Regions from separate parts of the Mus musculus genome. Here all the other regions are linked to region 3. A link is a contact called in public promoter capture Hi-C data. All regions are on one chromosome and are shown on one strand. Each heading gives the region's core, a stretch centred on a gene start, on an enhancer-like site or on the middle of the called end of the contact. The rest is flanking DNA. Distances are from core to core; before and after follow the strand shown.

Evidence for each region. Promoter capture Hi-C pulls out the DNA fragments that hold promoters and counts their contacts.
Region 1: a promoter capture Hi-C map of stem cell-derived epiblast-like cells shows a contact between it and region 3, with 2.7 times the contacts expected there. The contact joins the promoter of Nhlh2 here to the promoter of Ttf2 in region 3. A contact is called at or near these places in 4 of 39 promoter capture datasets (hippocampal neurons, liver and stem cell-derived epiblast-like cells).
Region 2: a contact with region 3 is called in a promoter capture Hi-C map of pre-B cells, with 2.6 times the contacts expected there. The contact joins the promoter of Tspan2 here to the promoter of Ttf2 in region 3. A contact is called at or near these places in 2 of 39 promoter capture datasets (liver and pre-B cells) and 1 of 115 datasets of contacts at active chromatin or transcription factors (embryonic forebrain).

What each region holds. Positions count from the first base shown.
Region 1 is chr3:102,008,299-102,011,415 of GRCm38.p6, reverse strand. It overlaps Nhlh2 (nescient helix loop helix 2), which reads right to left and starts at 1,271. Exons shown (of 3, transcript NM_178777.3): 1 at 1,091-1,271; 2 at 357-681.
Region 2 is chr3:102,733,089-102,736,536 of GRCm38.p6, reverse strand. It overlaps Tspan2 (tetraspanin 2), which reads right to left and starts at 1,767. Exons shown (of 8, transcript NM_027533.3): 1 at 1,472-1,767. The coding sequence starts at 1,540. Tspan2os (tetraspanin 2, opposite strand) reads left to right here and starts at 1,120. Exons shown (of 4, transcript NR_040588.1): 1 at 1,120-1,309.
Region 3 is chr3:100,968,144-100,971,586 of GRCm38.p6, reverse strand. It overlaps Ttf2 (transcription termination factor, RNA polymerase II), which reads left to right and starts at 1,924. Exons shown (of 23, transcript NM_001013026.2): 1 at 1,924-1,967; 2 at 2,052-2,154. The coding sequence starts at 1,940.

The sequences.
Region 1 (3,117 bases), core at 22-2,521, 1.0 Mb before region 3:
AGGAAAACGGATCCTCAGAATAACAATAAATGAACCAAACGAACTGCATGCTGCTCCCCCCGCCCCCCAGGCTTTTCTCTACGTTTATAAGTGAAACAACTCACACCTACGCAGTTGGCGTGAAGAGGTAGAAATACACAGGGAGAAAAATCATAGCAAACCACGACATAGTTACAGATCGGACAAAAAGTTCCCGGGCTGTCCCCCCACGCGTTTAAATCCTCCAGATATTTAAATAGTCATAAATGGTATTTCTCGTGGGCATTTAAGTCTATGACCATGTGTGAGGAATACATCTATAAAATACAATATGACTCAACTTAATCTAAAGAAAAAGAGACGTGAAGATGTCTTACCTTGCAAGAGCCCTGTCGATAATCTTTTCGTCAATCTTTTAGAGTTAAAATTCCAGGAAACAAGGAGGAGAGATCCTGGCAAATATTAAAAGCAGCCAATATTTATTACATTCGCAGATGAAAAAGCAGCTGTCATCTCGCCGACCACCACAACGAGCGGCGGTGTCTTAGCGGGTGTATGGTTGTTCACTTAGTTGATGGATTGAAAACGCCCGTTTGTTTGTTTGTTGGTTTGTTTTTAACTGTTCTTAAACATTTCAGGAAAATTCGTTGTTGATCTTTATAAGTCGAAGTGTTGAAACCTCACGCCTCCCCACTCAAAGGGCTGTATAAATAACAAAAGAGATGCTGAGATAAAAACAATCACATCAAAGGGACGATTCCTCCACTTTCTAATAGCAGAATAATCAATAAGAAAGATGGTTAAGATAAAATTCCATTCCTTGAGGACTCCTTCCCTTCCCTTAATCGGGCTGGGGCGAAACTGGGAAGTGCGGTCAGGGATGGAAGGGGCTCAGAAGTGATTTTTCTCTTCTTCTTCAAGATAATGCTTTGTTCAGCCGGTGTCTCCCCAGTTCCCAGGAACAACAATACAGTAACTAGGGCTTAAGGTTGCCTCTGTCTTGTCCCTCATCTACTTCTGTGTTGTATAAGCAGACGCCAATTTTGCAGTTTCAAAGTCTTTCAAGGTTTGGTTACACCCCCTACCCTACCCCACTCCCTCCCCTCTTTACCTTGTGGTGAAATGTATATAGTCAGTAGCTTGGAGATGCTGGAGAGAGATTGGAGAGAAGTGGACGTCTTCTGGAGTAACAGTGACAGGGAAGCAGAGAAAGGGGAGCTTGGGAGAGCCAGAGAGGAGAGGCAGCTGCCTGTGTGGCTTCTTGGCTCTTCTGGTACCAATTGATTTAGCCTGGAGATGGTGGAAGAGATAAAGGCTTAAGAAGGGGGATGGAATTTTTTCCCCCTAAATTGATATTTAATGGGAAATCCTATTGGACAGAAACCTGGACACGAGTCACTTAATTGGACTTGACATCTGTCACAGTGTGGGAGTTTTCACAGCCCAAATATTTTAGCAGATCAGATTCCCACTGAATCTGTGCCATAAAATATAGCAGTTGAAAGCAGCCCATGATAGAAGCCATAGCATCTACAGCGTCTGGCCACACAGGCGGTTCCTTGTTTTCAGATTATTGATGCAATATTTAAGTGCAAGTAGACACTATATGAACATGGAAAATTCCTCTGGCATTTTGTGAGCCAGCATTTTTTTAAATCAATAGTTAGAAAAATAGTTGTGCTGGGCACATGAAAGCATATTCTGTCTATGACACTGTAATTAAGGTGAACGATCCAGACAGGCAATGCTAACATTTATGTAAAGTGAAGTGTCTTTTAGAGGATGCTTTAATCATGATTATTTAAGCATATGGATGTTTTGGAGAAAGGTTCTACTATGAGACCAGCTTATTAATAGATGATATTTTAAAGGACGTTTGACACATTAGTTTAAATCATTGGTGGAATTAGGAGCAGAATCCAAGTAGTTAGAGACCACTAGATAATTCTACTTTTTGAGTTATGTTTGGTTTTCTTTTTCTTTACCCATTTACTCATGTTCATTATTCGCTGTAAAATATGACACACAGTATGTGCAAAGACAGTACTTTATTCTTGCCCATCCTAACACGTGAGTGAATATATTTAGCTGGGTGGCAATGTAATTGTGCTAAAATGTAAATATTAAGTATTCTAGCATGCAATGCCTTTGCCTAAGATGACCTCCAGTCCCAAATTTATGTGTTTTACAAAATTAAGGGAAATTTACTGTTAGTCACTATCAATTATATATTATTTGCTATTATTTACACATTGCCAGTGATACCACTAATTCTGTCTTCTTTCTGTCTATCTTCCTTCCTTTCTTCCTTCCTGTCTTTCTTTCTTTTTGGTATTTTTGACAAGGTCTCACTATGCAGCCCTGGCTGGCCTGACCCTCACCATGGAGACCAGGCTGACCTCAAACTCATAGAGATATGCTTGTTTCTGCTTCTCATGTGTTGGGATTAAAGGCATGTACCATCACACCCAAATACTATTTTTTTTTAGATTGATTAAGCTTAGAGGAAATGAGAGAATAATAGCCAACCTCCTGTCTCCCTGTTCCTAGGTGAGTTTTTGTGGAGAGGAGAACCTTCACTTTCTCTTCATAATCACCTTTGTCCTATAAAGAGGTATTGTCCTCAGGGGAGGGCTGTAGAGCTACCCACCTAGAGAGTGGCCCTCTGGGTTCCTCATGGCTGTGATGTATATTGTTTGCCTTTGTTCACATCAGCTCCAGGAGGGTAATGGGCCAGAATAGGCAGGGTAGAGGGAAAGAAGGGAATATGGTACCAGTGCTGCTCAGCCTCACCTCTGCTCAACCCAGGTATCCCCAAGCATAGAGATGGGCAAGCAGAGAAGCCCCTTCCCTGCAGGGCTGGTGGGAGCCAGGAGTGACGATGTGGGAGAGAGGAAGGTTTCCCAGCCTGGCTAGCAGCAGCCAACACTAAGCACTAACACACAACAGAGATGTACACACAGATGCGCACCCTCAGATACTCATGTCTCCTCACCATCTAGAGCTCACACAAGCTGTCTGGCTCAATTAGATGCTTGGGCAGATGGACTGAAAACTGTGGTGGCTTTTGTTACCTGAGCTCTAGAAAGCACAGCTGCTAGGATAGGAGTGGCCCGTGTCCCTGGTCACCCTCGTGTT
Region 2 (3,448 bases), core at 518-3,017, 1.8 Mb before region 3:
GCACAAAATAAGCACTAAACCCAGCCTGAGAGACTTCCCTCCCTGGCTCACACAAAGTATGTTGTAAGCAGTGAGAGTAACGGGTGTCACTGCAACATGGCACCTATAATTAACAGCCTTCGAAATTAAGCCAGACTTATAAACAAACAAACAAACAAACAAACAAACAAACAATACAGCACAAGGGCGCTCAGAAAGTCTTCTTCCTGGAGTGTGATGGGTGTAAAAGCCAAGTTGTACAAAGTCTATATGTATTTTTAAAATACAGGGGATGTCCCCAGGTACTGCCTCCAGACTGTCCATTGCTAGCCAGTGTTGGTCATGGCCACGCAGTCTCTGAAGAGCTTAGAGTTGCTGGAGTCACCCAGGCTTCAGGGCTGATGGGTTGGTAGTCACAAGTGAGGCCCATCGTTCAATAATTTATTACTTATCGTCCATCCAGCCTCCTCAGAGCAGATGGGACAACCATCGCGGCCAGTCCAGTGGTTTCAAAGCATCCCAAAGCATCTCTGCTCCTGCAGTTACCCACATCCCCTGAAGCGAGACTCGTGTCTTCCCTCAGGGTCTATCTGAGCAGCTACACTGGCTGGCATTCTGTTACTGGAAGGCCAATAGGGACTGTGCAGAATGGGCCTCTGACCGTTTTCCAGGGCTCGGGAGAGAGTATTCCAGGGATGGTACACCTCTAACTATGCCCTGCTAACACAGTAGACTGGGGCCATGGCACTCTCTCTGGCTGTCTCTATGCATCTCTACCCAGGGAATGCTGCCAGGTCTACACCACCCTGCAAAGTTGAATGAGATCATTTCAAGAGTACTGGTTGTACGCAGGGACCCTAGGGGGATGTTGCTGCTCTTCCAAAATCCCTCCATTTTCCAACCCCTCGTAAAAGAGCACCCACCACTGCCCACCCAGAAGACCCCCCCCCCCGCCAATGCCCAAGAAAAGGACGATCTTCCCCACTCTTTCAATTTTCTCTACTGTCCGTTATTTTCCCAACAAACCACCAGAGCCAGGCGGCGTGTCCGCACACTCTTGGTTGGGGCGCCACCCCAGGCAGCCCTACGGTAGGGATTTCCCTCCCAGAGCCTTGGCCCGGCCGCCGGGTTCCCCAGAGAAGGCAGCGCGAGAAGTGGGTGTGTGTACACAGCAGGATGCAGGGAGCACGGGCCGCCAGGCCCCCAGCCCTCGGAATATTGGGGCCCGCTAGATCCCCGCACCTGGCGCCACCCGCCGGGCGATGCCGCCGAAGATGATGGCTTCTTTCGGGGGAGCATCGCACCGTGTCTCCTCTTCTCATCACCTCTGGTAGCTCAAGCTTCTCTATGTCCTATCCCCCTCCATATGTCCCCTCCCTCTTTGTCTGCTTAGCGCCTCTGAACATCCTGCCCTCTCCTATGGCCCAACTCTATTGCGGTCACCTCCCCGGGGACCCTGGCCCCCTAACCGGCCCGCCGGTTCGGGTCTCACCCAGAACAGCAGGTTGAAGCCGAGCAGCAGATACTTGATGCACCGCAGGCCCCCGCGAAAACGCCCCATGCTGCGACCCCGGCGGCGGGCTCCCGATTCCCCAGGCCCGCGCCGAGCCCCGGGAGCGGCGGGCGCCGGTGGAGGGGCGGGGCGGGTTGGGAGGGGCGTGACCTGTGGGCGTGGTCTGCGGGCGGGGATTTGGTCGCGAGCGGCCAGCTGGCTGTGGCTGGGGCGCCCTGGGGTGGAGATCCCGGTCCCACGCACCCGCTCCGGCCCTTGGAGGTAGCACCACCTTCGTCCACGCTGGTGGGCTTGGGCTCCTGTAGCTATCCGAGCATATGTGCGCCCACCCGGAACGCGGGGTCCATTTAATCAGTGCCGGGTGCCCAGACTCCCTTGAGGCCCTCGATGATGGTTGAAGTTATCCTGCGTGTCTATGGAAACCTAGGGAGGTGACTTCAGATGGTAAAGCTAATAGGATCGGTGAAGCCGGTAGAGACTCTGTGGTGAGGCGCCAGGCAGAGTGTCCAGGGCTGCAGTTAAGCAGAGTCCTGCAAGCGCCCAGGCCGCGGGCGGAGGCCGCTGCTGGGGACCCTCCCTCCTGCCGCTGCGTTCCTAGAGGACTGTTACCTTAATAGGCAAGAACTGGGAGTAGGCGCGCCAGGCGGAGGCCCTGGGCCCTGACACTGCTTCCCACCCTGCCCAGTCCAGCCCACCAGATCAGGGAAAGGGAGTCAGACCTCTCACTCACATCCTGCTAGGTTTGATAGATCGGGGGCCTTGAAAGAAGTCCAGATTCTTAGGGTCTAGACTGAGATGTGTAGATCAGGGAAAGGGAGCGAGTTCTGTTTTGCTTTGTTTTTATTAAGCTAGGCGACTGGTGAAGAATCGGGCATTCACTTCAGTTGACTAAGTGTCTACAATATGTGGTGTCAGACGGCACGGGGGAGACAGGAAAGTGTAAAATCAGGGAGCTTGTGCATTAATTTAGCAACACTCTAAGTGCCAATTATAGGCCAGGCATAGTAGCAAGCCCTGGGGACACCAGAAGAATGCCAGGCTTGCTATCACATCTTTACTGGAGGGCACAGATCTGTAAGCAAATTTTTGGAACAAGGTGAGGTGGGTGGGCTAGGAGCTGGGCAAGAGACTGCTTCTGCCTTGACTAAGGAAGGCTTTTCAAGAAGACTGGACCTGATCCTAATTTGTAAAATAGGTGTCAGTAGCTGGGCAGTGGTTGTTCACGCCTTTAATCCCAGCTCTTGGGAGGCAGAGGCAGGCAGATTTCTGAGTTTGAGGCCAGCCTGGTCTACAGAGTGAGTTCCAGGATAGCCAGGGCTATACAGAGAAACCCTGTCTCAAAAAACCAAAACCAAACAAACAAAAAGGTGCCAGTAGAGAGAGCAGGGGGTCAGGGGAGGAAGCAGAGGAAGTACAACCTAGCCTGGGAGCAGGAGTCAGAGAGATGGCCAAGGTGAGGGGAGTCAGGAGCTCACCAGAACAAATCACAGAGGGCAGGCACTTGACTAATGTGACACATTACCCCATTATCTTGGGGCCTCTCTTTCCCATCTCAGTATGGAGATTGTACAACCTGCTTCAAAAGAGTTGTGAAGATTAAGGAGTTAATATATGTACAGTGAGATCAGTGAGGCACATGAGATTATGATATAAGGTAGCCAGGACCTCACCAACCATTCATTCAATTTCTTCCGTGTTACAGTCAGGCATATTTCCATCTTTGAAAAGCTAGTGAATTTTATTTATGAAACTGAGAAGGCAAATGAAAGTGCTGCTTCTGGTAGTAACAGTGAACTGGAGACAAAGATGAAGTCATTAAGTATGCGGAGGCGAAGCCCTGGTTTCAGTTACACTTATAGCTCTCTCTCACCTTGGTTTTGCTTTGAAAGAGGAACTAAATTAATAAGTGGTCTCTACTATCCAGTAGGCATTCAGTAAATCAACTGAGGGAACAGT
Region 3 (3,443 bases), core at 675-3,174:
AGGGGTGACATTATTGTTAGACAACTTCCTGCTGATTAGGGGCGTCGAGTTTCTTGGGGCAAGTTTGAGCTTCTTCACCATCATATCTAATTTCTTCTTTTCATCTCTTTGCACACAACTGCTTAACAAATCACAGTCAACAGCATCCAACCGCTGAGCAGCCAATCAGTTCCTAGTATCAGGCCCTAGTATTTATATACCCTCTGAAGAGTCCCCAGAATTCCACACACTCTCAGAAACCATCTGCAGCTGGCAAAACCACACCCCTGTTAGAGCATGAGGCAAATTACAGTCAGCTGCTGTGGACAATCTGAAGCAGCCCCACCTGGGGTTAAAACAAACAAACAAACAAACAAAACATTCTTTATATTTCTGTGTTTTTTTAAAGAAACCAAAATTCTCACTACAAGAATCACCGTGGTCCTCTTTCCCCAAACCTTAGTGTTTGTGGTCTCCACCTCCTCAGATGGTATCCACTTCACATGCATATAATACAGATCTTGGAATTGCAATCTAGGAATAAAGAAAATCTGTTTGTATAAACTTTCACTGGAGAACTGGGGTGGGGCGTGCCACACTGCGTGCACTTGGAAATTCATCTCTCTCTCAAGCTCTCCGGGGTTTGCTGCTGACTCCATTCATCTTGACATTTATATACTATTTTATATTTATTTAAGCATTAGGTAGAGGCTAGTTCAGCTTCTTCCACTCAGTAAGCCCCTTGTGGTTAGAACAGTTGCTTTAAATGTATGCATTAAATGAACTTTATATTTCTCAAACACCTACTCCTCTTGGGACACCAAAAAAGCTATTTAGTAAGAACTGCTTAATTCATAAATGATACCTCGGGACTGTCTGGACTCTGAACTCCTAAAACATTTACAGCCTCCATATAGCCCAGACTTCTTAGACATTGCAGCTTTTCTGTCCTCATAGCAGTTGTGTGTGCCACTCCAAGACACATGATCTTCAACTGCTGAAATATGAAGTCATGGCTATTGCAGCCAAGCTCCGATAGTCATTCCTCACCTTCTGCTCACTGAAAGAATCCATTACAAGTTCTTTCCTTTCCTTTTCTTTCTTTTTTTTTTTCTTTTTGGTTTTTCGAGACAGGGTTTCTCTGTGTAGCCCTGGCTGTCCTGGAACTCACTTTGTAGACCAGACTGGCATTGAACTCAGAAATCTGCCTGCCTCTGCCTTCCAAGTGCTGGGATTAAAGGCGTGCGCCACCATGCGTCACTCTCGGTTTTTTAAAAGTACAAATGCAAAATAAGTTCAAAAGGTTTGACAATGCAAAACACACAATGTAAAATTAGTAAGCACGCAAGGTCTTGTATTGCCCTCAGGTTCTTCTCTCAGACCCAGGGCGTCCACACCAGGCGGTCCTTAGAACCTCACCAGGGGAAGGCAGCCTAAGACTCAAAGAGCGCGGAACCTGGAACTGAGATCTGTGCAGATGTTCAATCTTTGGTGACCCCGTGGACGCCCTGCACTCATTTAAAGGTTGCCCGGGGTCCTAAGGGAGTCTTTGTGCTTATTACAGACTATGCAGTAGATTCCCAAAGTTTTAAGGGATGCTCCCGCCTTTTGGCCGCCTCAAGTTGAAGTGTTCCCGCCCACAGTGGCTGCTTCCCGAGCAGGCAAGCGGCTCTGGCTCCCTCTGGGTCTAGTGGTTCCTCTGGAGTCTCCCAAGCTCAGCCTCGTCCACTTCTCTCCAAGTCCTGCTTTCCCCAAGCCAGGGAGCATGCCGGCGTCCTCACTGGAGCTCAGCCACGCCTCCTCACTCCAAGTTTGATTTCAGAGCGCGCCAAGCCTGAGGGAGACTGTAATTGGTTGAAAGTGAGAGACTCTCCCGCTTGATTGGTGGAGTGTTGTGGTGGGCGGGACGGGGCGGAGTCAAAGACGGAAACCCGGCGGGCCAGGGCTTCCTGGCTGCGGTATGGACCTGGTTAAGTGTCCGGAGCACGGTAAGGCCTCAGTCTCGGGATTTCCCTCCCGGGGACTGTGGGACTGGCTTGGAGTGGCCGATGCTGACCTTCTTGTTTCCTCAGGGGACGCCTGCTTCTTAAAGACCGGCGTCCGCGATGGCCCGAATAAGGGAAAGAGCTTCTACGTGTGCCGGACGAACACATGCGGCTTCGTGCAGGCCACCGAGTGAGTCTCCAGCCCGGCCCGGTTACACGGAGTGACCCAGCCTGGTCACTTCAGCTGCCTTGGGACGCGGACTCACCCACACTCCGATCCTTCTAGAGTCTGCTTCAAGTTTCTAGGCACCTGTCTGGCCTTACTTAGCCACTCCCCTTTGCCCCGGCATCCTTTCTGCTCCCTCTAAAAAGTGTAAACAAACAGTGGACATGGGAATTAATTTGCTAGTCTTGTACCAATTTTAGGTCGCCATTTAAATTTTACGTTTAAGGTTAAAACATGTTAATTAGACACAAGCTTTTCTCCTTCATCTAGTGGCATGACGTTAACAACCCAGAGAGAGCCAGAGTCTTTAGGGCAGTGTTTCTCAACCTGCGGGTCACGACCTTCAGGATCTAAGGACGCTTTCACAGGGGTTGCATTTCAGTTATCCTGCAAATCAGATATTTTTACATTGCGATTCAAAACGGCAAAAATTACAGTTATAAAGTAGCAATGGGAATGATTTTATGATTGGGGTCACCATAACTGTTGTAACGGGTATTAGGAAGGTTGAGAACCGCTGCTGTAGGGAGTTAGTGCTGAAAGAAACATCAGAGGTTGATGTGGATCGCAGGTTCTGCAGATGTGAAAGCTGAGACCTAGAAACCTCAAGCATCTTGTCTAAAGTGAGGAAAGTCAAGTGTGACAATCTTTTTTTTTTTTTTTTTTTTTCCCAGACAGGGTTTCTCTGTATAGCCCTGGCTGTCCTGGAACTCACTCTGTAGACCAGGCTGGCCTCGAACTCAGAAATCCGCCTGCCTCTGCCTCCCAAGTGCTGGGATTAAAGTCGTGCGCCACCACCGCCCGGCAAGTGTGACAATCTTAACATACCGGGTGTTGACATTCTCGAAGTGAAATTACACTGTGGTGTCATTTAACATTTCTCCCTGCTCTCTATTCAGCTGGACTTTGTAGAGCATGGTTATTTTTTTTTCAGTATCATAGCTATACTAATATACTAATGAATATTAGTAATATACTAATGAATAGTAGTACTGGAATAACTTGTATGATTTGTGTCTCCACTTTGTACCAGAATTTACTATTTATTTCTAGAAATATTATATAGATAATGTTTCTAAATATACTGAGATTTGGTACCCTGCTCAAATGTTTTAAGACACATGTGTGCTCATGTTTATAGGAATTGTGCATCAATGTTGGTCTTAGGTTTGTTTCAACATTAAAAGAAATGTTCTTGTGGACTGGAGAGATGGGCCAACCTTTAAGAGCACTGGCTGTTCTTCCAGAGGCCC